2 separate regions of the Zea mays genome follow, and region 2 is linked to region 1. A link is a contact called in public Hi-C data. All regions are on one chromosome and are shown on one strand. Each heading gives the region's core, a stretch centred on a gene start, on an enhancer-like site or on the middle of the called end of the contact. The rest is flanking DNA. Distances are from core to core; before and after follow the strand shown. Region 1 holds the start of LOC100384229 (transcription factor PHYTOCHROME INTERACTING FACTOR-LIKE 13). Region 2 holds the start of LOC100282761 (inositolphosphorylceramide-B C-26 hydroxylase).

Evidence for each region. A called contact is a pair of places that touch in the nucleus more often than the background predicts.
Region 2: a Hi-C map of leaf shows a contact between it and region 1, with 7 times the contacts expected there. The contact joins the promoter of LOC100282761 here to the promoter of LOC100384229 in region 1. A contact is called at or near these places in 2 of 25 Hi-C or Micro-C datasets (both in leaf).

What each region holds. Positions count from the first base shown.
Region 1 is chr1:290,407,987-290,414,666 of Zm-B73-REFERENCE-NAM-5.0, reverse strand. LOC100384229 (transcription factor PHYTOCHROME INTERACTING FACTOR-LIKE 13) reads left to right here and starts at 1,973. Exons shown (of 9, transcript XM_020546985.1): 1 at 1,973-2,372; 2 at 2,636-2,732; 3 at 2,839-3,385; 4 at 3,465-3,566; 5 at 3,676-3,741; 6 at 3,911-3,976; 7 at 4,074-4,373; 8 at 4,476-4,825; 9 at 4,920-6,080. The coding sequence starts at 1,988. The coding sequence ends at 4,613. TRNAV-AAC (transfer RNA valine (anticodon AAC)) reads right to left here and starts at 6,440; the gene lies at 6,367-6,440.
Region 2 is chr1:290,803,700-290,810,778 of Zm-B73-REFERENCE-NAM-5.0, reverse strand. It overlaps LOC100282761 (inositolphosphorylceramide-B C-26 hydroxylase), which reads left to right and starts at 1,772. Exons shown (of 7, transcript NM_001155667.2): 1 at 1,772-2,022; 2 at 2,755-2,820; 3 at 3,146-3,238; 4 at 3,313-3,509; 5 at 3,596-3,701; 6 at 3,848-3,994; 7 at 4,103-4,408. The coding sequence starts at 2,770. The coding sequence ends at 4,222. LOC100274056 reads left to right here and starts at 6,725. Exons shown (of 11, transcript NM_001353087.1): 1 at 6,725-7,054. The coding sequence starts at 6,806.

The DNA of each region.
Region 1 (6,680 bases), core at 724-3,223:
AACATTTGTACGGGAGGGTGTTTTGCCTCCCTGGTCTACTTTATGCACTCCTAGTACTCTGGTATTGTAATAAGTACCACTCTCTCTGTATTTTGTTAATGTAAATTATGTTATTGTAATCCGCTTTCACTATTTCTTTATTTCTTTACTCCGGTTTTGTGATATCTGCGTGACGGGTGAAGCGCTCTTAGACGAAATGATGAGAATACATGTTACCAAACTTGTCGAGTGATTATGTGCACCTACAGGGTTGTCCGAAGTCCTTAGGACAAGGACAACTGTAGGTGGGCCTAATACCTTGGGAGGTTCTGTCATAATAACTCAAATATAATAATGAAAATACATAATTCATAACTAAAATCACATGACTTAAACATTAACGGTCAAAGAACATATCCTCACAATATAACGAGACTCTTTTTTTTTTATTCGAATATCATTGATTACAACATAAGGACCCACGTATATATAGCTTCGCTAAGGTAGTTTGATAATAATTCGCATATTAACAAACCAAGAGATTTCTTTTTTAGGATTAGGATAGAGTCTGTTGAATTAATGTGGATCTGGCTCAAATTAATATTCAATAATAGTCAATACTAAAGGCACAATTTAATGTTACAGTGTGGTGTACTAGTACTTTAGTATCATATCGGAAGTTTAAGAGACAATTCAATCAACTTAAATAGGTGGACCATTGATGCATCTATTGAGAAGATGAGATAAAGATGAAGGATTGTCACACGCACACGCGCCGCCGGCTGGGCTGTAGCCGAGGCCGCATGGTCGTGACCTGGTAGATCAGACCTTGGTCCGAGTATTCGTTCTAACGGTTGTGCATTTTGCCTGAAGTGATGATCGTCCATTACTGTCATTCGTTACTGTTTGTTTCCTGTATTATGGCTAGTAGCGGACGTCACTGATGCGGTAGCTCTGATGGCGATCGTTAGTGTCCGTTCGCCTCCCTCTACGTGTGTACATATACGGAGGAGATGGGGCTGCTTCTGGTTACAGCACGTACGAACAGTCTCAGACGTGTTGCAAACAGCCATTCCCGTCCCACCTTCTGCGAGCACAGAAAGTGTGGAGGAAGCAGGCCTCCAAAATCGCCGTCCGCAGAGCTACACTTACACGGGTGTGCGGACGATCAGGTTTTTGGGGAGCGTACTCGCGACTGCTCGCTTTGTCCGCTCGACCAGCGCTGATCAGGTTTCTCGTCGCCGGCGCCGTTCGAGGGACTGCACTGCGTACATCTGGCTGCATCGACTGCGTACGACTACATCGAACATACACACAAGACACACGAGATGTCTCGTGTGAATGGAGTCACTGACGCCTTGAGCATCGGTCCCTCCGCAGGGTACATTCTATTCTTAGTAATTGTGCATATTTTACTATTTTTTACTGCTTATGTGAGTAGTGATACACATATGTACATACATGTCGTTACGTACGTCACTCTGTTTTCTGGATTAAATTAAAACTGAAATACCTATTTATCTAACAGAGTATTTTTAGGATAAAGTTCATATGATTTAGAACACATGGTATTGGTACCAATCAGGCACCAAATGTCGGAATGTTCTTGCAGCCTACTGCCCAACTACATCCCTGTAGCAAGAAGAAAAAAATGTTGTGCTTTGTCTCTTCTGAAATTTCGGACTAATGATCCAAATCTTTGGAATTCTTATGGCAGGATCGTTCATATACACTCTTAGCCATCCAAAAGGTTACTCTTTTATGCTCCGGTATGTAACAGATAATTTACCTAGGAATCTTGTTGCAGAACAACAAGAGAAAAGAAAAGAAATCACAGTAGTGCCTCAGTCGAAGAGGAGCAAAAGAAACTCAGTTACGCAATCCGAAGGAGCTCGCGGCAGCAGAAGCAGAGGAGAAGCGATGCATCCATGAGCATGATCCATTCGTTCTTCCAAGCTGCCAATTACGAGGGCCGACATTTATCCCACGCCAAGGGGATCCGACAAAGATGCCAACGCTTGTCCGCCTCCGCCATCAAAATCGCAGCTGCAAAAATCGCGTCCACCTCCCATCCCATCGCACTCCCCGTTATTATTTCCCGGGAAAAAAATCCACGCGAAAATTCCCCACACCCGCCACCCCGCGCACGGCCTCTCTCCTTTCTCGAGAGAGCGAAGTAAACGGGACAGCGGCTGCAGCCACCCAGTGTACGAGCGCTCCGACTTGTGTGCTCTCATGCCGTGCTGCTACAGAGCTGCCTCATAAAAGCTCCCTGAGCCTGCTCCTGTTTGCAGCTTGCAAGGCGCCAAGGACGGACGGAGGCGACGACTCGCAAGGTAGCTCTGCTCGGGCGAGGCAGCAGCAGCACGCAGCAGTACTCCGTTCAGAATCAGGTACTAGACGGTAGACGTCAGCTCACTATCAGTATTCATCAGCAGTACCACTAGTAAAAAGATTTCTCTTTCTTTCTATCCGATATTCCGATAGAAGGGGTAGCTTCTCTTCTCGTCCCCTTTCTTTCTTGTCTATCTTTTTTTCTTCCCTTTCTCCTCCTCCTCCTGTTGCGGTTCTGCTTCGACGGAGAAGTTTCTTCTCTTGGGTTAGTTAGTTCGTTGACGCCTGCTGTTCTTGCCACGGGCCTGCTCTCCTTTTGCAGGAGAGAAGACGTTGTTCTCCGGGCACTCGAGTCGAAGTCCTGACGAGATGGACGGCAATGCGAGGTCGGCGGCAACGAATCAGAAGAAGCCCGTCGTGTAAGGATTCTGTTTCGCCAGTCTCCCCCAGCCCCACCAAAAGAACTCTCCTTTCATTTCCACTGATCGATTGCGCCTGCTCCCTCCAATGGCGCCCGCACTGCAGCGCGGACGACGACCTCGTGGAGCTGCTGTGGCACAACGGGAGCGTCGTCGCGCAGCCCCAGGCGCACCAGAGGCCGGCGCCCACCTACGACCCCGACCGCCCGGGCACCAGCGGCCTCACCGGCGAAGAGACCGCCGCGTGGTTCCCGGACACCCTCGACGACGCGCTGGAGAAGGACCTGTACACGCAGCTCTGGTACAGCACCATCGCCGACGCCGCCCCGCAGCACGAGGGCACGCTCCCGGGCCCTACCTCGCAGCCTTCGCCTTCGCCGCCCGTTGGGAGCAGCGGCGTCGAGTCGAGCTGGGCTGGCGACATCTGCTCGACCTTCTGCGGAAGCAACCAGGTGCTCAGGACGCCGGCAAGGATCAGGGGGAAGGACGCGGCATTGCAGTCGGAGTTGCCGAGCAATACCGGCGCGCACGACGGCACATCGTCATCCGGCGGGTCTGGAAGCAACTATGGGGGATTCGGGCTGCCCAGTGACAGCGTCCATGTACAGAAGAGGAAGGGGAGGTGTAGAGACGACTCAGATAGTCCGAGTGAGGTGTTTCTTGGTCTACTCTGTTCATCATTTTTGGAAATAGGGATGCTAGAGTGGAATATAATTGACGAGGAAATTGCAGGATGCCGAGTGTGAGGAGGCAAGTGAGGAAACGAAACCATCAAGGCGATATGGGACGAAACGCCGGACTCGTGCAGCTGAAGTTCACAATCTTTCAGAGAGGGTGAGATCAGAATCAGATTGTGCTAGCAACCAAAGCCTGTTTTCAGGAAGGCAGCTCGTTGGTAAATTGTTCTTACAGCAATATTGACTGGTGACTGCTGCTGATGTAGAGAAGAAGGGACCGGATCAATGAAAAGATGCGCGCATTGCAAGAGCTCATCCCGCATTGCAACAAGGTATATTATTAATACATATTATGCATCTTTTCTTGTCAGGTGCAAGTCCCTTGAATAATGACATTCTGTTGGGTGAGTGTTAACATGCTGTGTCCTTTATCATTGTCAGTATGTTTATTTTGTTTTTCGCCGACCTTTTTCTTACTTTATCAGCTCCAATTGTTTTCAGACTGACAAAGCGTCGATATTAGACGAGACGATTGAGTATCTGAAGTCCCTCCAAATGCAAGTTCAGGTTAGCAGCTACTCCTACCTGAAGTCCTGAACTTACATGATCCCATACAAGATCATTTGCTGGTACCGAATGAAACTAAGTAATAGATATGTTTCAGATCATGTGGATGACTTCTGGGATGGCGCCAATGATGTTTCCTGGTGTTCACCAATTCATTCCACAGATGGCTCTAGGAATGAATCCAGGTTGCATCCCTGCAGCACAGGGCCTAAGTCAGATGCCAAGATTACCATACATGAACCACACCCTGCCAAACCATATCCATCTGAACTCGTCTCCAGCTATGAATCTAATGAATCCACTGAACGCCGCGAACCAGGTGCAAATCGGTCACCTCAGGGATGCAAGTAGCCACTTGCTTCACCTAGATGGCGGGCGAGCAGCAGTGGTACCTCAGGTACGACCATAGTATGATGACCCAGATGCTGTGGACTTCAGGGACATTTCAACCTTTTTATTTCTAGCTGATTAACTAAATAAGCTGTCAATTGTTCTGCAGGTACCAGGACCAGGACCCCATGTTCATGGACATCAAATAGCACAAGCCGAAGAACACAATAAGATACTGGAAGTGGCAGCTAGTACTGTTATACCAACTTCTAAGGCAGGGCAACCACCAACTTTACATAGAGTTTAGAGTGACCAAAATCATGCCTTGAGCTGTATATCTGTACAGAAGTGTCAGAAGCATATTCTTTGACATGTAAGCTTAGTTCTAGAGTTATTATCAGGAGTCTTGTATAGGTTACAAGATAACAGCCTGTCTACCGCCGTATTCTATCTACGGAAGAACTCAGCTGCATACTGCTGTGCAGACTGCAGTACAGCGTTCAAGAGAGAATTGAATGGGTGAGTATTATACGAAACAAAGCACAACCTGTGAGTTTTTTTTAACGGGTGGATCCATTCCTTGAGATTGAACTGACAGTTTTGTACATATCAGGAAAGGAGTAGATAATGCCAAGGCCAGTCGGTTTAACCATCCTTTTCTTGACACTTACAGGATCAAGAAAGGGTCTTTCTTTTTCTGGGAACCGCTGAAAATACTGACGTGATGAGGAGCGGATGGCATCTCTGTAGCTGCGCTGCGCTGCAGTGTATCTACATCAATATGGCAATGCTTGTCTGGACACGAATGCTACATCTACATGTAAATGCAGAGTTGCAGGTAGATAGCAACCCCTCTCCCCTGAGATGCCAACTCCGACTCCTGTCCTACTGTATGTACTGATCTGTACAGCAAGCAATATTCAATCAGCAGTCAATTCCTAGGATGTCGTAAGGTACTGTGGAAACATTTTTCCTTCGAATACTGTTATACTAATGAAAAAAGGGAGTGTCGAAATGTTTGTTGTCAACTGACGAAAATCCAGCCAGCAGGCCCGTCCTACCTGCAGACAGAATGGATAACAAGCTTATGAATCCGAAGTGCATATTTATATCGCATATCATATATTAATCAATCCTGTCTTTCTGCCTGCTCCTATTTGTAGGTCACGACAATGATCCTATCTAAGTACATAAGTCGCTAACACCATTTCCTGCTTGTGGAAAGGTTTGGTCTTGCAGGAGATGAGCTCGCCAGACAGTCCATCACACTGCCGGCTTGATTGCATCTTCACAGGACGTGGACTTGTGGGCACATGCTCCACGGGCAACGGTTCGGCATCCTCCTGGCGTTCTTGTGGCTGGCAGCAGCCGCGAGAATCTGTGTGGAGCCCTGGGCTGGGCTCGTTGCAAGATATGCCAGCCTCTCATCTTCAGACTGGAGGAGGAGGGGGGGGTTCCCTCTCCAGGCTTTTTCCATGATGTTACAGGCTTACAGCATTCAGAGTGCATGTTACACTCACGGCCCTATCAGCACATGCTGTGGGCAGCCGGTGATGATAGGATCAGATGCTCATATCTCCTGCGGTTTTCTGTCTACCGCATTTGGATTGGATTTGGACCCCCCCTGTACTGTACTTCCTCCTTGCTCCCCTGCTGCTTGGCGCTTTGTCCATGTGCCTGGTTGGAATTGCTACTATACATTTTTGGAGGGTAATTGTTTCACCGGAACATGTAGCGTGGACGTGTGGTAATAACAATTGAATTGATGCCTTTACTGTCTGAGTAATAACAAAGGGAAGCGATGAGCAGCACATGGTAAGCTTCCGGTGCCGGTTGGAGGCTTCGATGTCGATGTCTGCATTGAGTTTATTTGATGCTGTGTGTTCTATAGCTAGACTAGGCTAGAGTTTGGATAGAGTTCATGGGACAATGTTGTCTGCATCTTCATCTCCCCTTTAGTTTAGGACTTATCTGAGAGGTACGGTTCTTTGCATGACAGAACAAAACTAGCAGCAGCAAAAAAAAAAAAAAAAAGGAAACAACGACAAAATATAAAAAATTGGCTTCGCCCGGGTTCGAACCGGAGACCTTCAGTGTGTTAGACTGACGTGATAACCAACTACACCACGAAACCAATCTTGGTGTTCGTAAATCCTAAGCATTTATGAACATAACTATCGTCTTCCAGCAAATGCTCGGCACCGTTAGACGGGCCGGCCTAACCCTCGGTGACAAGGAGACTCTTGCGCGAGCACGTGCCGAAGCGCAGGCGGCCCACCACGGCCTTGCCCCGGATTCAAGGTCCATGGGTTTTTATAGCTAGTAATCTACTATACGTACTGATTTGGTTTGTTCATTTGTTGGCAGCTCGCAG
Region 2 (7,079 bases), core at 523-3,022, 400 kb before region 1:
TGCATGCAATCTATGGAACCCAACATTCCTGGAAAGCCCCTAGCCTCACTATTGTGCATGATGCGTGCTATGTCAGCTTCATTAGGAGTTCGTAGATACCACCCACTAAAATATGCAATGATTGCGCGACAAAAATGATTAAGGCATTCCCTAGCGGTAGACTCGCCAATTTGAATGTACTCGTCTGCGGCATCAGTAGGTAACCCATAAGCAAGTATCCGCATTGCCGCACAAACTTTTTGAAGGGGTCCGAGGCCTGGCAGGCCCGTTGCGTCCACCCGTTGCGTAAAGTAACTATCCTACCGTTGAAGTCCTTCCATAATGCGGATGAACAAAGACCTACTCATGCGGAACCTATAAAATGTAATAGGTTGATTATGAAGACAATGTTAATGTGAGAACATATCCAGAAATTTTTGAACTTCGTACCTTCGACGAAACACGTGGGGAGGATACACTTGGTTGGGGCCGAAGTAGTGATGGTGGATGAGGTTTTCTCCAGCAAAATGATCTCTGTGAATGATGCGGCGAGGTATACCGGAACGTCGTCGGAGAAGGCGTCTAGCCTCAATGTTTAGCGTAAGAAGAGTGACAAGCATAAGTGTGTCGTCGTCACTATCACTCGAATCGGAATCATCTCCCTATGGAAATGAGACATACCGAACAAATGTCGAACTAGATGAAGTTGTGTTGGATGTGGGCACATTTAGGAAGACAAAGTGTATATATATATAGGCGAGATGATTCTGGCTTGTGGGGGAAGCTCGTGGCTTTCACTGGAAGCCAACCGTGGCTTCGTGCGTACGATTGCTCGGGGTCTGCTTGCAACGTAAGCTAGTTTGAATTATGACGTCGCAATGTTTGATTAAATGTTTGACGACGCACAATTATGACGTTTTGTATGACATTCCTAATTAAATTTTAACTAACTTGTTTTGTTAGTACGTTCTACATAAATTGTAAAAAAATATTAAAAAAATTTATTTACGACATGTTCGGACGTGTGAAAAGGAAAAAAGAAAATAGAAAAATGAAGTTGGTTATGTTAGTTATGTGGAAATGTATATTTAATGTGTAGAGGGATACATAGGGAAATTTATAGGGGGAACGGTTGCGAGATGAGTGAATATAGGGGAGAGAATCTTGTTGACGTGACTGTATAGTAATATTTAAGGGGTGTTTGGTTTGCCCCTGCTAAAATTTAGCTCGTATCACATCGAATGTTTGAACCTCCGTTCGAGGTATTAAATGTAGTCGGATTATAAAACTAATTTCTCAGTCGAAAATTAAAAAGTGAGACGAATCTAGTACAGTTGGTTGGTTCTATATCTCATACTTTTATTTGAAAGTCAAACGCTTGATGTGACCCGGGCTAAACTTTAGTCCACAGAACCAAACACCCCATTAGTGGGAAAAGTTTAGGGGACACCACTGGAGACAGCCTTACACCTATCAATGTGGCTGGGAACGATATGTATGGAACACAAGCGTCGCTCGTTTCTTACCCCTATGCCTATCGAAGGGGCTCAGACCGACGTGTAGCGAACACCATGCACCAGCCTTGCTGCTCCATGCAGTAGCTGTCCCCATCCCGAGTCCACGGCTCCACGCACAGCAGGGCACAGCCCAATGCCAAGCTGGCGGGCGTGTCCCACCCCACCCCGGTGTCCCCATCGCATTGCAGCGCAGCCAGCGCCGCCTCGTCCCCCCCATTTGAGAGAGCGAGAGCCCTTGGCGGACCACCATTTACAGACGCACCCTCGCAAAACCCCGCTAATTCTTCCAAACGCACGCACACAGGCGTGCGGGGATCTGTCTGGCGGCAGACTGGAGGCATCTTTTTTTGGCAGAATACCCCCCTGCCTCTTATTCGGCCCCCGCTCGCCCCTGCAGTGCCATCCGCTGCTCTTCTCCGTTCGACCGCCCGCCCGCCCGCCCGCCCCTCCTCTCTCTCTGTCTCGCCGCCCGGGGAGAAGGAGGGCTCCGCCGCTCCCGGGGAAGAGCGCGCCATTGCCGCCGCCGGTGAGTTTCCCCGCCCCCCTGGCCCCGCTCCCTCCCTTCTCTCGATCACGCCGTGCTTCCCCGCCGGGCCGCATTGGACAATATCGCTCGCTCGCCCGGTCTAGTTTCGTAGATGTACGACGCCGGAGATATTTTTTTTCCCGCGGCGCTTGGGTGGCGGCGGACCTGTGGTTTCAGGGTCCCAATGCCTTGGATCTAGACCGAGACTGCTCTTGTCGCATCCGGTGCCATGGTGTTGTGCGAAGTCTGTTCAGATTCGTGCGAACATTTTCACTGCAAAACATTATGACTCAACAAAAAAAAAAGAGGCGCGTAGACACTAGAGGCACAGTCTTGTGAGTTGCGACGCACAGTCAAGTATCGGTTGCCAAATCCGTGCGAACAACGGCTGTGGGCGAGTAAGCAAGGAGATGAAGATTGCCTGTCGTGTGGTGGAGCCACAGCCACATGCCGATGACTGCCTAATCAGGGAGAAGCCGTCGTGGGCAAGCGGGGAAAGGCGATAATCATGGTACCCTCACTGGTGGTGCGTGTCTGCTGTCTAGGCCTGAAGCTGGCTAGTTCGGCGCGGCTCTCCCCAGTCCCCACCACTGTCATTGTCAGTTGGTTCTGCTCATCGCCACCTACGAGTTTCTCCCTGCGCCTTTGGAGACTGTACCTTTTCTGAATCTGCCTTTGCTTCCTCACCTGCTGTATGTGGTATGGTATGTGATGTGGGACTCTCTCGTGCAGCGCTGACTGGGGAAGATGGTTGTCCAGGAGTTCACAGTTGATCTCAACAAGCCCCTTGTTTTCCAGGTATGCCTCGCTCTTAGTTGCTCCTTTGCGATGGTTGCTGTGAATCTTAGCCTTTTTGAAGTAGCTTATGGGATTCTCTCTCGCACTTTACAAGTTATTATGTACTTTTGAGCTTGTTTAATGCAGCTTTGGGTCTTTTCGCAACCAGGCCTTAGTGTTAGACTGTGCTTTCTCCTCAGCAATAATTGTGGCAGATTCTATCATGAAAGCGGAATCTCATGTAGTAGTTGTAAACTTCCGAGTTTCTGAGTCGATGTCCAGCTGCTTCACGTGGTTCGCATTCACATAACCATCTTCTGGTTGTTTCTTGATTTTGTGGATGCAGGTTGGCCATCTTGAGGAACGGTACCAGGAATGGGTTCACCAACCGATCGTCAGCAAGGAGGGTCCACGCTTTTTCGGAAATGATGTCCTGGAGGTAACGCATATCCCATCGCATTGGTATCCTAGGGGTTTTGGTAACCGTACTAACAAACTTCTTGGACTGTCCAGTTCTTGACTCGCACGAAGTGGTGGGCTGTGCCAACTATATGGCTGCCTGTTGTCTGCTGCCTGCTCGTGAAATCTATTCTGATGGGTCATACCGTTCAGGACGTAGCTATGATGGCTCTATTTGGGATATTTATTTGGACGCTGATCGAATACACTTTGCACCGCTTCCTGTTCCACATTGAGACCAAGACCTACTGGTAAGAATGCTTCGACCTTCGCGTTGGCAATGTCTCATCATGTCTTTCCTTCTGCTCCTCAGATTGTCGTCGATGCATTGCTGCAGGTGGAACACCGCGCATTACCTTCTTCACGGGTGCCACCATAAGCACCCCATGGACTCACTCAGGCTTGTGTTTCCTCCTACTGCAACAGCAATTTTGTGTTTCCCGGTATAGCCCAGAAACTGTTTGTTATACTACAAGCAACAAAAGTACTAAACACTATGCTTCGAACTGGACTCGATGATCTGGAACTTTTGACCATTCAGAAGAAAGAAGACCGAATCAACTGAATCCTCTGCCGTTTTGTTTTTCAGTTCTGGAACCTGGTCGCGTTCTTCGCAACTCCCTCTACCACACCCGCACTGTTCGGAGGCGGTCTGTTGGGATATGTGATGTATGATTGCACTCACTACTACCTGCACCATGGGCAACCATCCAAAGACCCAGCAAAACATCTCAAGGTGAGGACATGATGGTGTGCCCACTTAAAAGACATGAATTTAGCCAGGTGCTCCGTGCAAATGTCCACAAGGTTTTGACCCCTTTCGATCTTTGCCTGATATATGCAGAGGTATCACCTCAACCATCACTTCAGAATCCAGGACAAGGGCTTCGGCATCACCTCATCGCTTTGGGACGCTGTCTTTGGGACATTGCCTCCATCCATGACGTCTGGGAAGAAGAACTGACGCACGTAACTCAATTCTTGGCATGAGAGATTCTAGGGGACCTGTAATATATATTCAAGCTAGGGATAATCCTGGATCTGTCTTCGTGCGATGGGTTGACATGTTCATTCAGTTCTCAAAGTTCTTGTAGTGTACTGATTGTCTGTTGATCTATTCTGAATGTGATGATAGTACTTCGCTGCCTCAGCCTTCTGTGCATTGCCAGCTGTACCGAAAACGGCATGTTTTACTTAACTCTTTTCGTCTAGTTCTTAAAATCAGAGCATCAGACTCTTGCAAATGCAAGATTCTCGCGCGCATTTTTGTTCCTCCTCCGGGTCCCCATCATGCGCTGTCTCTGTATACAGTTGGAAGACTGGGTATATCTCATGGATATTCTGGGCTTGGGTTTACGGATTCAGGAGAGTGCCGCAAATTTTGTGCGTTTGCGAAAGGTATGAGCAGCTTAGGCAACAGCTAAGGCCACATAAGAGCAACTCAAGAGTGTTCCAAAAAATCTTTCCCCAAAATAATTTATTGGAGTTCTGCTAAAATTTTATTTTCCCAAAATCACGTTGCCCTATAACAGATCCCTAAAAATCTTTCCCCAAAATAATTTATTGGAGTTCTGCTAAAATTTTATTTTCCCAAAATCACGTTGCCCCACAACAGATCTCCAACAGTACATTCCCCAATACTTTTCAAACTAGCCACGTCAGCACATGTGAACTCTACCTGTCATCGATCTCATCTATGAATATCATCCATTCAATCACTGTCATGTCCATTAGTTGTTGATCTCTTTCTTTCTCCCTCTCATTTGACTCCGGGCGCTCTGCGTCCTAGCGTGATGTCCATGACGATTGACGAGGTGCACAAACGTCGTAGACTCGTAGTCCTCAAAAGCCTCACACATAGGGCCTGTTTGGTTCATCTTTTTTCTGACTAGCTTTTCTAAAAATCTAGCTGTGGAGAGAATCTGGCTGCGGGGAGAATCTGAGTATCATTACGATTACGTGTGGAGAAGATAAAGTTATTAATAAGGCTCAGGATCTAGAAAGTGACGGATTCCTACTATTACAACGACTCAACCGATCATGTGTTTATGTTAATTTTGGATGATTTCTGCCCCAACGAATTTTATAGAAGTTGGCTGAAAAGCTGAGTGTTTGGTAGTCCGCAGCAGCTTTTGGTGGCCAGAAGCTGCCAGAAGCCGAAACAAACAGGGCTATAATCGAGTGCTCCAGCAGCGACCGGTGAATTATCAATGTCCACGCTTCTCTGGAGCTTGCGCTTGCTGATGGAGTTGCATGCGGGGTAGGGTGAATCGTGAAGACGATTGGGGAGGATGGGAGACACGAAAATATGCGGGAGGAGGATGGAGTTTTTTCAGATACCTCTATTTTTTCGCAAGAATTAGAGAAGTTGTTGGAGTCCATATTTTTACATCTTTCATCCTAAATAAAGTTTTAGGAGCAATAAAGGGAAACTCTTGGAGTTGCTCTAAGAAAACAATTATTATGTGTGTGCGCCAAATGTCGTGTTTATGTTAAATCAGTCTGTATGATAATAAAGAAAATGTGACCAACCTAAGGGAAACTAGGTCATTTTTTTATCGAGAAGAAAATAACGGCGTGGAAGAAATTAAGGGTCAGTTTGGTTCACGAACAAAACTTGCCACGTTAAAGGTAATGCCATAGTTTTTTTGGCGGCTGTTTGGTTGACCATCACATTTACGACGCGTCACTCACACTTAGCATCCTCTTGCACATGTCATATACTTGTTTTCATATCAAAATTTACCATAATTTTAGCATCGATTTTACTCGGCACACTTTTTTGTGACAGCCACAGTTTACCAAATACCAGGCCTGACAAATTACAACAATTAAACAGACTTTAAACCTAGGTGGTTAGGTGTATAACCACACTTTTTACCAAATGAGTTGAGTTATGCTCACTTGCTACTTTCATTATACAATTAAAAGAAGATACACCATTGCTGAGCTGATTCTTTTACTGCCATAACAAGTGATTTTGCCAGCGTGGCTTTGTTATCTCCCTTAAAATTATGCTGTTTGCAATTATTCTTTTACTGCCATAACAAACTCATAAAAAATTATCATAGATCAGATTGGCCATCATAAGTTGGTAGCATCTTGATTTTGTAGTCTAAAGGCCATCGCAACATCTGCAGGTTTGTTGATAGCGGGGAAGTTGTCAATGGAGATGAATGATTTGAGTCTTTTTTTTTCTCGTGAAGCTTTTGTTGTTGGGTTATCATCATGTGTGTCATCTTGGTTGATACCGTGAATTTCGTCATTTAGGCACCCAAGAGTGGCTTCAACTTTCTGGTTCTTCAAGGATTTCTCCTTTGCTCTTCTTTGGCAGTCTTCAAATTCTGTTTGTTTAGTTTATATATGGTCTTGCGATTCAATGATTTCCGTCGGTTTTCATCCCTACCTAATTGGCACCCCTACTTGCACGTGCGTTCTGCGCGGGTCACGTGCCATTTCATCTATCCATCCCGCAGCTCTTGTCTCTGGCAACCGTACGCCCAACCGTGTTCCCGCGCCGCCCACGAACTACTCTCCGGCGCTGCCCATGACGACGGTGTCGCGCGCGCTCGGCTCCGCGTTCGCGGGCTTCACGCGGGCGCCCGCGGTGGCGCAGACCGCGACGACCCTGCCCTCCCCGTACGGCTCGTCGGCTCTGCACCAGCACTGGCGCTGGAGCCGGGCCTGCCGCACCCGGCGGTTCTCGTCCGGCCGCGCGGCACGGATTAGCATGAGCCTCCGCGCCGGTATCGTCGGGCTTCCTAACGTCGGCAAGTCAACCCTCTTCAACGCCATTGTGAGTTACTAAGCTTGCCTGTTTC